Linked DNA regions of Zea mays: region 2 is linked to region 1. Evidence: chromatin contacts called from public Hi-C data. All regions are on one chromosome and are shown on one strand. The core of a region is the stretch at or near the end of the contact, and the rest is flanking DNA. Distances in the headings are between cores, read along the strand shown. Region 1 holds the start of LOC100216854. Region 2 overlaps LOC103654691 (peroxisomal fatty acid beta-oxidation multifunctional protein).

What was found. A called contact is a pair of places that touch in the nucleus more often than the background predicts.
Region 2: a contact with region 1 is called in a Hi-C map of tassel, with 5 times the contacts expected there. The contact joins the enhancer-like site here to the promoter of LOC100216854 in region 1. A contact is called at or near these places in 2 of 25 Hi-C or Micro-C datasets (ear and tassel).

What each region holds. Positions count from the first base shown.
Region 1 is chr4:228,166,238-228,173,454 of Zm-B73-REFERENCE-NAM-5.0, forward strand. It overlaps LOC100216854, which reads right to left and starts at 5,877. Exons shown (of 6, transcript NM_001143246.1): 1 at 5,388-5,877; 2 at 5,013-5,284; 3 at 4,857-4,931; 4 at 4,527-4,778; 5 at 4,122-4,442; 6 at 3,304-4,036. The coding sequence starts at 5,499. The coding sequence ends at 3,617.
Region 2 is chr4:228,306,614-228,313,238 of Zm-B73-REFERENCE-NAM-5.0, forward strand. It overlaps LOC103654691 (peroxisomal fatty acid beta-oxidation multifunctional protein), which reads right to left. Exons shown (of 18, transcript XM_020552871.2): 14 at 5,818-5,939; 15 at 5,541-5,662; 16 at 5,281-5,429; 17 at 4,447-4,585; 18 at 3,866-4,219. The coding sequence ends at 4,172. Among protein-coding and RNA genes, the nearest start is that of LOC103654691, 16 kb to the right of the region's middle. Within about 2 kb of position 4,173, at least 15 of the 20 cell types and tissues checked have an H3K27ac peak or open chromatin away from gene starts, as enhancers often do. A contact at or near this core is called in ear and tassel, where this site is marked.

The sequences.
Region 1 (7,217 bases), core at 4,627-7,126:
ATGAGCTTGTGTTGTAACGGTGCATGCCTCCCCTTTTATAGCTAAGGGGGGCACGTACAAGGGTACTGAGCCCCGACATGTGGGCCCAGGAACATATTGGATGTAATACTTGGAGCAACTAATGTCCGTTGCTGGAGCAATCTTCTTGCGCCCTGACATCCATGATCTATGTAGTATTGGCGTGCAGGGGAAGCTTCCCTGGCAACGTATATGTGATGATGAACACAGTGCACCTCGCAGCATGGGCGTACTGTTTGTTAATGGACTGGACAGACACGCCGCCTGCAGGATGGCCTGGGCGCCGTCTGCCAGCGGAGTGGACAGGACACATTAAATGCTGAGGGGGCACATCGCCTGTCAGCGGGATAGACAGGCGGCACATCCTCTCCGCAATAAATGCAGAAGCAGCGCGGCCCAGAGGCCTTACGTCAGGCTCCGCCCGCTGGCTTACATCACGGGCGATAGTCCACGTGGCAGCATCGGGTCTCCGCCTGAGCGGGGAGTGGGAGCGCCCTCGGTATGGACACGTGTCAGCATCGGACCCCGCCCGGCCTTGATTATGTCCTGGGCATTCTTTGCCTCGGGATCCCGGGACCTCACTGTAAGTAGCCCGGACCCCTCCTAAGGGTCTGGGACCCGTCCCAAGGGTCTGGTTTGTATCTGTGGAGGTCTTGAACCTCGCCCGGAGGCCTGGGCTGTGCGTCCAGGGGTCCGGCACTTTCCCGTGGGGGTCCGGATCCACTGTCGCCATCTTGGAGTATATTGTCCTTCCTGGCTACGTGGAGGCCCTGGAGCCATCCACGTGGTGGGGTCATGTGTTGTTCGCCACGTGACTAAGGATAGCCGCATGGACACAGCGCCTTCATACTGTAGTAACAGGTACCCCATTTCCAGGGTACTGACAGGTCCCATCAAGTTAACCTGAACATGTCACGGTGATTATTGAGAACATTATTAGGTAAAGAGAGTTACCAAGGGCACAACTTGCCTTCAGCGAGCTCCTGCTCAGAATCTTCGACTTGCGGTGCTTCGGACTCCTTGGTCACTTGGTCATCTACTCGCAACAACACAAATAGTGCGTAGATAAAAACTAACATCACACCAATCAATAAAGCATCTGTGTATTATTATTCTACAGGTCATAGTGAATACTTAGGTTCAAGAATCACTAAATTCGGAGTTAAATGAATTAACTATGAATTTTTTAAGTTTTATACATTTCTTTTGCACTAGAAATCAGTTTTCATAGAGTTTTCCTATTTATCAAATTTATTTTACCTATTTTATCTAATCCATGGACGGCGGGATCTATTTATGAGGGTTTTCAGGGTTTGTTTTATGCAATCCTGGGCCTCGGTGTAAGACTCTTAATACATGTCTCATCCGCGGGTTAATATCAAAAGAACCCACGGGCTCTTTACAAAAACGAGTGGGTTGATATAGTATGCGGATCACACCTGCCCGTTGGATCTAAGGTCCATGGCCTTGGTTAAACACGCGAGCGGGTATGCAACCAGGGTCGCCCATCAATAGATCTACGATCGTGAATGAATATGTCGAAGGCGTACGTCCGATTTAATCAAGACCATTCCCTGTGCGATCAACGGCTCCTGGTGCAACACTCCAACTTCTAATCTTAGCCGCTCGCCACTGGATCTACGCTCTAGCGTTGTCTTCCTTCGCCCAACAACAGCGGCGACAGCGGGTCATGGACGAGCACGTGTTTACGTCCCAGATGAACTACCAGAGGTCGAATCGATGCTAAACCGAGTGGGGAATGATGCGAAACCAGGAAGGGACCCATTACTGACAATGGTGTCGCGTAGGAGTCGACCCACGGTGTGTGGAAGCTCGCGACGGAGGAATTACTCCGACGAGCAATTAACGACGCGTGGGTGCACTAAATGTCAATCGACAGGGTGCTACACATACTAGGGGCAAAGGAGTTTGGTCGGATAGTATCTCACCCCGGTGGCAGTGTAGGAGCCTCCGTGTCCCTCCTCGGACATCGAGTGGCAATGGATGAAGAATGCGAGTGCGGTGGCTCGAATCTTCCGCTTTCCCCCCGCCTGATGCTGCGCCCTTCACGAGTTTTGGAGCTGGGTTGATCGCCCGTGGAGATAGGGGTGCCATACTTATACCCCAACGCCTATCCTAACAACTTGCCATGGATCCCAACGGCCCCAAGCTCGCATGACCTCAGTTCACGCGTTTTCAGTTCAGGGTCGGTTGCGCGCCAAGATGAGGAACATGGAAGAGAGGGGGAGGTCCACACGTCAGTGTGCATTTGGTTGGGCGTGGAGTACACACGCGTGGTGAGGTGACGCGGATGCATAGATCCCACTTGTCGGCGCGAGATGGAGGCACACCGTGTGGGGTCGCTGGTTCCCCGGGCCCACCCGTCGGCACGTGGATGCCCCAGCTAGGTCGACTGGGAGTCTAGCTGAGCCGATGTGAGGTGGTTTGGGCCCAAATTAGAGTTCCCTTTCTCTTTTATTTTCTTTTTTCTATTTTATTTTCTGATTCAAATTTAAATTCCATTAAATATTGAGCTCAAATTCAAGTATTTTGTGATCCCAAATTCAAATCAAATGCAACAACAAGAAATATCAGCATGGTGCATGTTTTCTTAATTTTTTGATTATTAGTTGCTTTAAATCAAGTTCTCTATTTGTTGAGATGCTAAAGAAAATAAACAAAGTCACATAATCACTATGGCCCAAGGGTTATTTTATTGCTCAAGTATTTGGGTATTACAAAAATCTGAGTCCAGAAAAAATGATTAAGCTGTCTCTAGCAGGTTGTGTATACGGTTGTGTAAAATACTGTTTTATACTGTATACTATACCATTTATTTAAAATAGGAGATATTCATAGAGGTAGAACGCGTAAATTGGTGGAGACAACCTTAGCTAAGACAAATTAAAGAATACACATTGTATTTTTTTTTACTGCGAGTTTGGTACATATGCCCAGAGCTCATTGTCTCCTCTTCAGGAGAACCGCGCTCTTGAGACTTGAGAGCCATGTCGAAAATACGTACTAGTTGAGAAATTAAGCAGTAGCTACGCTCATTAGCAACCCTCGAATGTGTAGCGCGTGGATGAAATAATCCGGCCCTTTTCTTCCCCTCATCTAGAATCTTCTAGAACGTAGAGGCAAGGACAAGAAAGAAATGTAAGAGGAGAGAACATGGGTCACATAGGTCATTTCGCGTGAAAATTTCATTGCGGTTTTCAAAAGTGGCAAATCAGCTTTTATCTATAAACCAGTGAATTCTAAGTTTTATCTGGATGTCTCCTTCCATAAAATTCTCTTCGCCTCTCTTATTATAATACCGTGTCATGTCATCAAATATCGTGATGTATCATCTTGTTTAATAAAAATAAAATTATGATGAAACTCTCACTGGCAATGACGTTAATGGGTAAGTAGGTGCTGCGCCTGCGCCTCAGCTATGTACACGTAAGCAAGAATCGATCGGACCGGACCCGAGGAGCTGTCGTCTCCATTGTCGTCTCTTGTGCTGCTGAACGATCGACGATCCATGGTGTCGAATCGTAGATGACTGAGCTGCTGTTAGCACGTCGGCCGGTCAGTGGATGGTGGCGCACTATCAGTGGCGCGCGGAGGGGCTCCTCATGCCGCCGGAGGAGAGGCTGTCGACGTAGGAGAATTTCTTGGGGGCCATGCTGGGCGCCTTCTTGAGGAGCATGGCCTCCCCGTCCGCGTCCAGTGTGCCGTCCTCCCTGCGCTTCATCAGCTCGTCCTGGTCGAAGTGCCAGCCCATGAAGTCGAACAGCGTCATCGACGCCGGGGCCTCGTTCAGCTTCTCCAGCTCCTCCTTGGCGTCCAGCTTCCGCGCCGCGGGCAGCTCCGCCGACGTCGACTCCAGCGCTCGCCGCGCCGCCTCGCTCGCCGTCAGGTTCTGCGCCGCCGCGTCCGCGCTCAGCACGTCCTCGATGCGGGACATGACGCTGTACGCCAGGCTCTCGAGCACGCGCGAGTAGCTCTCCAGGAGGGCGTACCCGACGTCCTGCAGCAGGGAATGGCCATCATCATCCACATAGATAGCAGTACCGGAGTATCATTCACATGACATGCATCCACCACATACGTACCCTGTTGTACTGGATCTTGGAGATGTCGAGCTGGGACTGCGGCGTGCCGGGGAACTGGAGCTTGAGCAGGTGGAGGATGGTCTCGGCGCGCTCCTCGAACTGCTCGCGCTTCTCGAAGCTGACGATGGAGCTCCACGAGGACTTGGAGTCCTTGGTCTGCATCTTGCGCTTCCAGATCACGGTGGAGGCCTCGATGCGGTTCTTGAGGTCCAGCACCTTGTGCTCCGTCGAAAGGTCCATCCCGGCCAAGAACTCCAGCGGGTCGAACGTTTCCTCGGTGATGCTCCGGTAGATGGCGTCGCCCAGGCTCGTCTTCCCTTTCTGTTACATACGTTGGTTGGCGTGAGCTGGCGATCGATCCACTGAGATAATGTCAGGAGAAGAAAAAGAAATTTGTCTTTTTGCCTTTGGCAGCGACTCAATGTAGATCTCCGGGATCTCCATCTCCACGAGCACCTGCGCGTTAATGGCCATGGCCGCCTTGAGCACCTGGTTGACGCACTCCTTCTGGTACTGCAGCCACTTGCGGGTCACGTCCGACAGCCCCTCCGACGGCACCTTCACCGTCGGCATCCACCACTTGTCGTCGTCGCGCTTGTTGTCCCCACCCTTCTCGTACCAGAACTCGGTCTGGTCCACGAAGTTGTCCATGTAGCCCTGCCACCAACCGTATGTTCAACCATCGATCGGCACTATATATATTTTGCAGACAAAATAGACAGACCGAGCACGCACGATGAGCATGGCGTCGAGCTTTCGTAGCGCTGGGATGTTCATGGCGAGGTCGCGCCGCTGCGCCGTGGACATGATCTGGGAGTCAAAAAGGATGTGTCACACTCACAGCCATACTAACACATCACGCGAAACTGCCAAACACAACAATGTGATCACCTCCATCGTAGTTCCGTTCTCCGCGGTCTGGCGCGTGGGCACGAACTCGACGATGAGGTCGGTGACGGAGAGCAGCCATCCGACCTCCCTCTTCCAGCGCTCCTTGGTGTCGGGCGCCATGGGCTCCAGCTTGCGCTGCTCGCCGAAGACGGACGCCGCAAGGTTGGTGATGGCGTTGGACAGCGCGAGCGCGGACGGCACGCCCTTGCCGGTGCCGGACATGTCCTCGCCTAACAGGAGCTTGGAGAACTTCTCCTTCATCACGTCCAGCTCTGCAAGAAGCAGTGAGTGGACCGAGAGGATCGGATCACGATTCACGACGGACAAGAGGATGCATGAACCGATGAAGAAGAGCTGGTGGCGTGCGTGGTGTACCGGAGGGCGGCCCGTCGCGGCCCAGGCGCGACCGCGCCGCCCCGGCAGCCGCTGCCCGACCGTTGGGAAGGGGCGGGGTGCCGCCGGCTCCATTGGAAAGGGACTCGTGCATCTCGGCCGTGTGGCTGCCGCTCCTGAGGTGGCGTCCTCCCTGCTGCTGATGTTCCTGTTGTGCGATCCGGTCTTTTCAAGGCTGTGTCCGCGCCGGAGGAGGCGCACCATCACCCAGCCCACCGCCTCGAGCTTGGCGCGCGGCACCCGGCGGTCTTGCACCGCCGCGCCAACTCACGAGGCGCCACCCTGGCTCCCACCTGATGAAGGACGCGCGCGGACCAAGGCCAAGAACGCAAGAGCGGCACGACGGACCGGACGGCCGTCGACGACGCCCCCCGCGCTCTCCCGCTCGCTGCACCGCGCTCTGGACCGATTACCGATCGATCCCACGGCGGGCGGCAGCTCAGGCAAGGGAGCAGCGGTGGGCGGGACGGGCTGGAGAAGAGAGTATGTCGCGCACGACGGCCGAGAGGGGTTGAATTAGGCGAGGCGATGGAGGAGGCCGGGCCGCGGGAAAACTAAAAAAAGGGGAGGGCGGCGGCCCCGCCTAATTTAAGCGGGGGAGGAACGTGCGGCGCATGTTGGCCGGGCCGGAGAGGGAAATACTGCTCCTAGCAGAAGCAGCCTTTTCTCGTGCGCTCTTCTTCCCAGTGGTGCTAGCGGAGTGCCGGGCGGGTGGTGGGTAGCTCGGTGCGACCTGCGACGGTGCCTTTGTTGAGCAGAGGTGATGATGAGGGGAGAGAGACAGGGAATAACGCTACCGCTATAGATGTCCAATAAGCATGAGGCCCGCGAGTCCGGCACGAAGCCCGTTATTTGAGCCCGGTTCGAGCCCGGCACGGCCCGGTTCTATGCGGGCTCGGGCCGGCCCGGCACGAATAAGCGGGCCGTGCTCGGACAAGAAACTAGGCATGGTGGGCTAGCCCGGCACGGCCCGTTTACCTCTAAGCCTGTTAAGCCCGCTTTTTTACACTAAAACGTGCTTACCGGCCCGCATAGCCCGTTTTTCGGCCCGTTTTTTCGTGCTAAATGGGCCGGCCCGGCCCGTTTAGGCCCGCTGCGGGTCGAGCTCGGACAAGAAGTTGAGCCCGCGTGCCTAGACGGACCGGCCTGGTTTTCTAACCGTGCATGGCGGGCCGGGCCCAAAACGCGCCGGGCTTCATCAGGCCCGGGCCGGGCCGGGCGGCCCATTTGGACATTTCTAGCTACCGCGCACTCTGCAACCTGCCGTTAAATTTATTCGTATGTTATATATTTAGTCTTCTTTAAATAAATAATACTATGAACGTGCCCGTGCGATGCCACAGAACACAAATTGCGACCCTCCAATAGACTTAGGGCCCTGGCGAGGGACGGCGTGAGTACAATAGTGACGGCAAAATCTGTGATTGAACATCATCTATTGTTGTTAGTATAAATGTAAACTTAGTCTGTTTACCTATCGAAACAATGCTATGTCAGTCCATACCAAAACTCGCAGAAATCGCATGAAAGAATTTATACAGCACAAGTTTGCTAGATACCAAAATATATTTTCCTATGATTGATGAAAACTGGAGAACGTTGCCTAAAACCTACAATGTAGAACATTCAGAACCTCGAAGAGCAACCTAAGATTGTGATGAAGAGAAGGAAGCTTCAACTGTCAGGATGAGTTGGAAGAAGCGTGAGCTAGGAGTCCTTCACCGCCAGGCCATGGTCGCCGAGGCCGACGGCCCCCTCCACCGCCGATATGATCTTTGGCACCGAAATCCCGCCTGAGAGGATGAATTCTGT
Region 2 (6,625 bases), core at 2,923-5,422, 140 kb after region 1:
CTGATATACCAGTTTCTAACACTCTGCCGAGGTTGCACACTTTACCCACGGGTCGTGATTCCCATTCTACCCGGAGATCATGACTCCCCATTGATCACTACCAAGGTTACCTGGTAGGGTCTCACTACGTAGACTTTACAAAGACTCCCCTAGTGCATAGCTGCTCGTTAGGTTTCGCCAGTCGTACAAACGCAGTATACCTCCCCAAGGTGGGTGACTAACAAAACCAAATCGAATGAACCTCTGCACCCCCCTTGGCAGAGCGAGCACTACGCCCCGACCCCCATTGGTGGCCCTCCGACAAAGACAACTACACCCCCAGGTTCATCTAATTATTCAGCTAAGGGTGTCTCATTCCACCCTCATGGTTGCACTGTTATCCTGGGTGGTCACTCAACGAACAGGTCCTTACGGAGAGGTACTCAGGAAAATGGCCTGAGTCCCCTAAAATATCACAAGATCATCATCGGGATAACATCATCGTATCATAAATATTCACATCATGTCCATTGATTAAGTTAAAGCAATAGCATAAAGCAAACCATGATAACCCAAAAAGGGAAACAAGGATAAGGTAAATACAGACTAGTCGATCCTTATGTTTCAATAATGTAATGTGGGGCGGTGAATTATAAAGTAAGTAGGACATAATAGGTCAGAGGACACTTGCCTTCACCAGGTTGTTGCTCAGGAAGATCTTCGGCAACACACTCAGGAACCACGGGCTGCTCGTCATCTAAATAAAGCGATCATGCATTCAATACATTTGGATAATGACAAATGAACAACACACCACTCATGTACAAACAATTGAACACATATCAAAAGAAAAAGTATAAACTCAAAAAGGAGTTTAGGTTATAGGGTGAACTAATCACATTTAGTAGTTTGTTATTCTCTAAGTGTTGTCTATCTCCATGATTACATAATCTAATTCCCTTATTTTAGTGAGACATAAGAGTTATACCAAGGATAAATCCATACATTACATATTATTAATCTCACAAGATTAACATCCAATTACCACTAGGGTTTCCTTTTTATTTATCTTAATAAACAAATAAATTATCACATAAACTAACCTATAGCCTAGGCATAAAATTAGAATGCACAAACAGTGAATGATCCTAATTCATTTGAACAGATAATAATTCTATGAACATTTTGCAATTTGAATCACTCAATTTGGATTTCATATGCAAAAGATATGAAATAAGCAAGTTTTGAAGTTTAAAATACAAAATTAGGCCTAAATCTGTGATTAAACAAAAGTCTAGGGTTCAATCTGCAAGATTACAGGGGCCTGCGCGTGAAAACTAGGGACGGTGGGTTGATTTCAAACAAACCGGGGGTCTCTTTAACAATTTTACCACGCGAAGGGGTATCGGGCTCTCTCGGCCATCGGATCTCAGATCAACGACCAAGAATAGATCCGAGCGCGAGTGCGCGGGCGCGCGACGAGCGCTGACAGGTGGGCTCGGGGCGTCAGCGGCCTAAGGTAGGACTAACAGACCGGGCCCAGCGATAGGGGCGTGGGTGAGGGGGAGATCTGAGCGGCCATATCTACATCAGGCGACTGAGATTAGATCGGTTCTATTTAAACCTAGCCTGCCTGATCTCGGATGGACATCCGGGATCCAACGGCCAGCGCGGTCAGGGCGGCCGGTCTTAAGTGCGGCGGCACCGCTCGTCTCTGCGGCGAGGTCTTGCCAGAGGCGAGGGCACGGCCACAGCAAAGCTCTAGGGGATTGGGGAAAGACTCGAGCGCACTCAGGGTGACACGGCGGACTCAACTGTGGGCACAACGCCGGCGCGGGGGCACCAGAGGGTACAGAACGCGCCGGAGTAGCGAAACGGCGGCGCGCAGTTGCTCCGATGAGCAATCGCGCGAAGACCAAGGCAACAAACGGAGAAATAGGGGCACGGGGAGGTTGCTCACCTCAAGAGGAAACTCTGGAGCACCGGGGCAATGGCGGGGACGCAAGGACGCCTCAGGTTGACGGCGGCGGGCTTTGGCTACATGGGGAGAACGCCAGTAATCGTGGACCGGGTGAATTAGAGAGGCTGGGGGCAAACCGGGAGGTGTCCCGCGTTGCTAGCGAAGGGGCGGAGCTCACCGAGGCAACGGACGCGGCTGACGCTCGACGACGGCCACGGAACGGCGACGAACCTTCGGTGGAGTTCCACGGGCGCGGGCGCAGAGCGAGAGAGAGAGAGCGAGGGAGTTTAGCTGAGGGCACAACTGGGCGAGGGGAGTGAGTGCGTGGGCGTGGGCTGCAGAAAAGGGCTCGGGCGCGGGGGTCGTGGCCGAAAAAACGTGCGGTCGTGGGCGCGTCCACGACGGAGAGCGTGGGCGGAAGGTTAAGGAGGGGAGTGGCTAACAGGCGGGGTCCGCGGACCAGCGAGGGTGAGCGGCAAACGTGTGCCGTTAGCGCTGACAGGAAGGTCCCACCGAGCAGCGAGTGAGAGCGGCCACGAGTGCGGACGGGTCAGCGCCGACAGGTCGGGTCCACTGGGCAGCGGGAGGGGGGAGAGGGAGAGAGAGCGCGTGCGCGGACGCAGGCGGTCGCTGGCAGATGGGGTCCACCTGTCAGATGACGCGGGCGCGCGCGCCGCCTGACTGGGCCGAGTTGGGCTGGCTTGGGCTGAATTGAGTTTTTCTTTTTCCCTTGATTTTCGAAATGCTTTTTTTATTTTCTCTACGGTTTTCAATTCAAATTCAAACCAAGTTTCAAATTCAAACATGTGCATCAATTCAAAGAATATTTTAGGCTCAGCATGATGCAACAAATTATGACCCACATAAGTTTTGACAAAATAAATAATAAATCCCTCACTTAATTAACCTAATCCTACTCAAAAGGAAGAGAGAGAGACTAGAGAGAGAAAGGGTAAAACCTGAATTTGGTAGGCATTTAGAGAAAAAATTTATACCCCAAATTAAGGGTGTTACAGTTTAGCTTTACCTCCTGTGCCTAACCCTTCACAACAGCACGAGAAAATTTTGCGGCGTCGAGAGCTCTCTACACAGAAAGGAGTGATTCCACAAGTGTTGATCAAGTGGACCTCATAACTGGAAAAACTAGCAACCTAAGAAGATGAGGCAATCACCGTCGCGCGATTTCCACGGATAGCGGCTTGGGGACAAGCCATCTCTCAAAAGGGGAAGAATGTCAAGGATTCGAAAGAGTCAGAGGAAGAAGGCAAGCCTAGTCGTAGTGTGAAGTCCAATCCAAGAGTAGTGGGCCGTAATGGACCCACTAGGTGGCTACAACTTTGTTTTTGTTTTATTCTCGTGAACCTTGGAAGAGGGGTTAAGGAGGTGGAGTGGACCCCGTAAGGGCTTGTTCGGTTAGCTCTCAATCCATGTGGATTGAGTGAGATTGAGTGGGTTTAAATCCCAAGCAAGTCAAAGTTTTTCTAAATTTTTTCCAATCCATGTATAATGGGAATAACCGAACAAGACCTAAGGGTGTGTGGAGAACAGATGGTCGGCTGCGCTCAGATTTCTGGCGGTGACGCTGTGTAAGGTTCTAGATATTAGTTGTAATCCAGTGGTCCGTAAGAAGAGACGTATGCCGGGAGCGGCGTACAGCCCCACCTAGATCAGTGTTCTTACAGACCGTCATCCCCGCTGCAGAATGGAGGAATGAGGGGAGGCCTTGACATCGTCGTGGGCCATGGCCTCACCGTACTTCTCCCATAACCCAGCGAAGATTGCATTGGAGTCCTCCGGGAGCACGATGGGACATGGTGATGAGCGGCACGCCGTGTGCGCGTCATTGTCCCCGCCGCCATGGCCCGGCCGTCCTGACTCCTTGTTCGCTGGATCACGACGCGCGGCCGTCTTGGTTGGCGCAAGCGATTAACTCGAGAAGACGACGCACTGATTGCGGCATATATTTCCATTCTTTATTACGTACGTATTGAACATTGCACACATGACAGCGACATACAGAGTGATCAGGTGCAATTAATCCATGCCACTCTGTCCCCAGAAACTCTGCCAGTTACAGTCAAAGGCACCAAAACTGTTACAATCCCTTTATTTTTCATCATTTCTTCTGTGCCTCATGTTTGTGTTCACGGAGGTGTTTTGATCAGCGAAGCAGCCGTCAATGGCTCATCCCGCAAGTATTCTGCATTATTCTGCTCAATGCTGGACAGCACCTCACATGCGTGACCTCGCCGAACCTTGCTGCGAAGCTCCTGGTGCGCTCTGCGGAGAATATAAAAACGGTTAGCATGACGAACAGCCTGCTCCATGATTTGACATATAGCGTCACACTGTTTTCTGCAGCAACAGCAGTAGTCTAGACGAATCGGTAATTGTATTATGATAGATGATTAGCACAAGACCAAAGGTAAATTCGCATCTATATCAGAATGGAATATCTATGTGCATCACCCAACTCATGAGGATGCTGAGTGACAATGAGAGCTTACCAATGGTACACCACTCTTAGCTCGCTGTTCCAAATATGATGATGGTTTGAAGAAGGGGCCATAAATTTCAGCCCACTTGCTTAGCTTAGAATGTATGTAAGGTGCTCCAACAGTGTCAGCCCAGAAGACAAGACCACCCCTGCATTTTTTTTGTAAGTTCAAATAAATACTCAGAATAGGCACCACACCTCCTTAAATCCATAAACAATACAACATAGAAATACACAAATGGTAAATGGGAGGACAATGATCATTGCATTAGAAGAGGTTTAGCTTGTATTGACACTAAGGGCTGCCAATACTTGCACGACGTAAAGATAGAATTCAGTTCAATATTAAGTAGAACTCTCTGCAGAACTACATACAAGTCAAGCATACAGTAGTCTTGGACATTTCAAACAATGAGGAACCAGATCGATAATTAGACAACTATACACATGTTAGATACTATATGCAACACAATCATAGGATGAGAGGTTAGCCTGTATAATTATTAGAGTAGGTACATTTGTTGTATGAGTACATTAGCAAGGTGCTAAATTTGAAGACATGCCATTTAAATTTATTTCCATAAATTGCAAATCACACCCATTGCGTTTTGTCTATATGATCTATTAAGTGTTCTTCCAGGAGTATCATCACAACCTGTGGTTTTAGTGAGATTTGGGATTCATGGATTAAAATTGTAAATTCATTCAGCAAACTTGTGCAAAAATGAACGTGCCAGGGATGGAAAACTGCGAGTTAAGTGGAAGAAAGTAAAAAAAAAATCATTTTGTACAGAAGTAACTACATAAGCATTTAAATACAGTTAAAACTTCAAGTAATTCTTACCTGTATTTAGGAAAGCCCATTCCAAGAACAGAAGCAATATCAAGATCAGAAGCTCGAATTACAACATTTTCATCCATAACCCTGCATGCCTCATTCACAACTGGGAAGAAAATCATCTCCAAAATATCTTGATCCGTTAAAGTAACAGGCTGCAAGAAATATAATTTGGTCGAATAAGGATCTTACTCAACAGGAATAGAATAAAAATTCTAATAAAAATGCACAGGCCATGTATCAAGACAGGCGTGAGAAAACAGTACCTTTCCACCAGGCATTGTGTTTGCGTGCTTTCGGTACTCCTCGATAACATGCTTAACACTAGGATCTGGCTTTGGCTTCCCACCCTTCTCATAAATGTAGTAACCTTTGCCGTTCACCTTTCCTGAAAAACAGTAATTTGGAAATTTCACTTCTCGAGAAATATATAAAATGTGCATTCATCTATTAACTGGTTTGTGCCATTATATAAGAGGATCAAATTAGCCATCATATAAGAGAAGATCAAATTATGAAACAAGCAAATGTTAAGAAGTTTACCTTGTCGTCCATCCTTTACCATCAAATCCACAAGGTCAGAGTCCAAATTTCTTTCTCCAAAGGCATCAGCGTAGATATCCTTTACTGCCAAGGCAACTCCATACCCAGCCACATCTTGGAGTCTACAGGGAAGCAAGGAAAAAATGCCAAATTTAAGAACTCACAAGAATCATGGAAGTAAAATTTAGAACAGTCAATCAACAATAGCCATTTAAGAATCAACGGTGCCTCAGGTCTGCATTGCTCATTTTAACGAGTTAGCTAAGGCACAACACAGCAAACTAAAGATGTCGCATTATTCTTTGTCCAGCGAAAGGGCCTCTAGCCTAGCGGTTAAGGACTTCCGAGTAGCACCTCCAAATCCTGGGTTCCATTCCTATCGGGAGCGAATTTTCAGACTTGGTTAAAAAAATCCCCTCGCTGTGCCCCATCCACTCTTAGGTTGCGATGTCCTGTGCGCCACCCTCCGGTTGGGCCGTTGCAGAGTGGACAGTTGACGCCGGCCCGTTAGTGATGGGGGGCCAGGGTTCGGGGATTTTCTCGGCCGGGCCATTGTTTCGGTCTCTTCTTATATGGAATACCGGGAGGGCGGTCTTTCCCTCCCCGGCCGAGTTTTTTATTCTTTGTCCAGGTAAATGCTTGATTCCCATCTGCAAAAGGAAGATAATTTGGACCGATAATCTAGTACTGAATACATTCACAATGGTTCAAGTCCAAGAATAGCACTATCTAAAATGGTTCAGAAGCCTGCCCAAGTGTTGGCAGAATGCCAGTTTATTTTCTAACATTGTGCATGTACATTGCCATT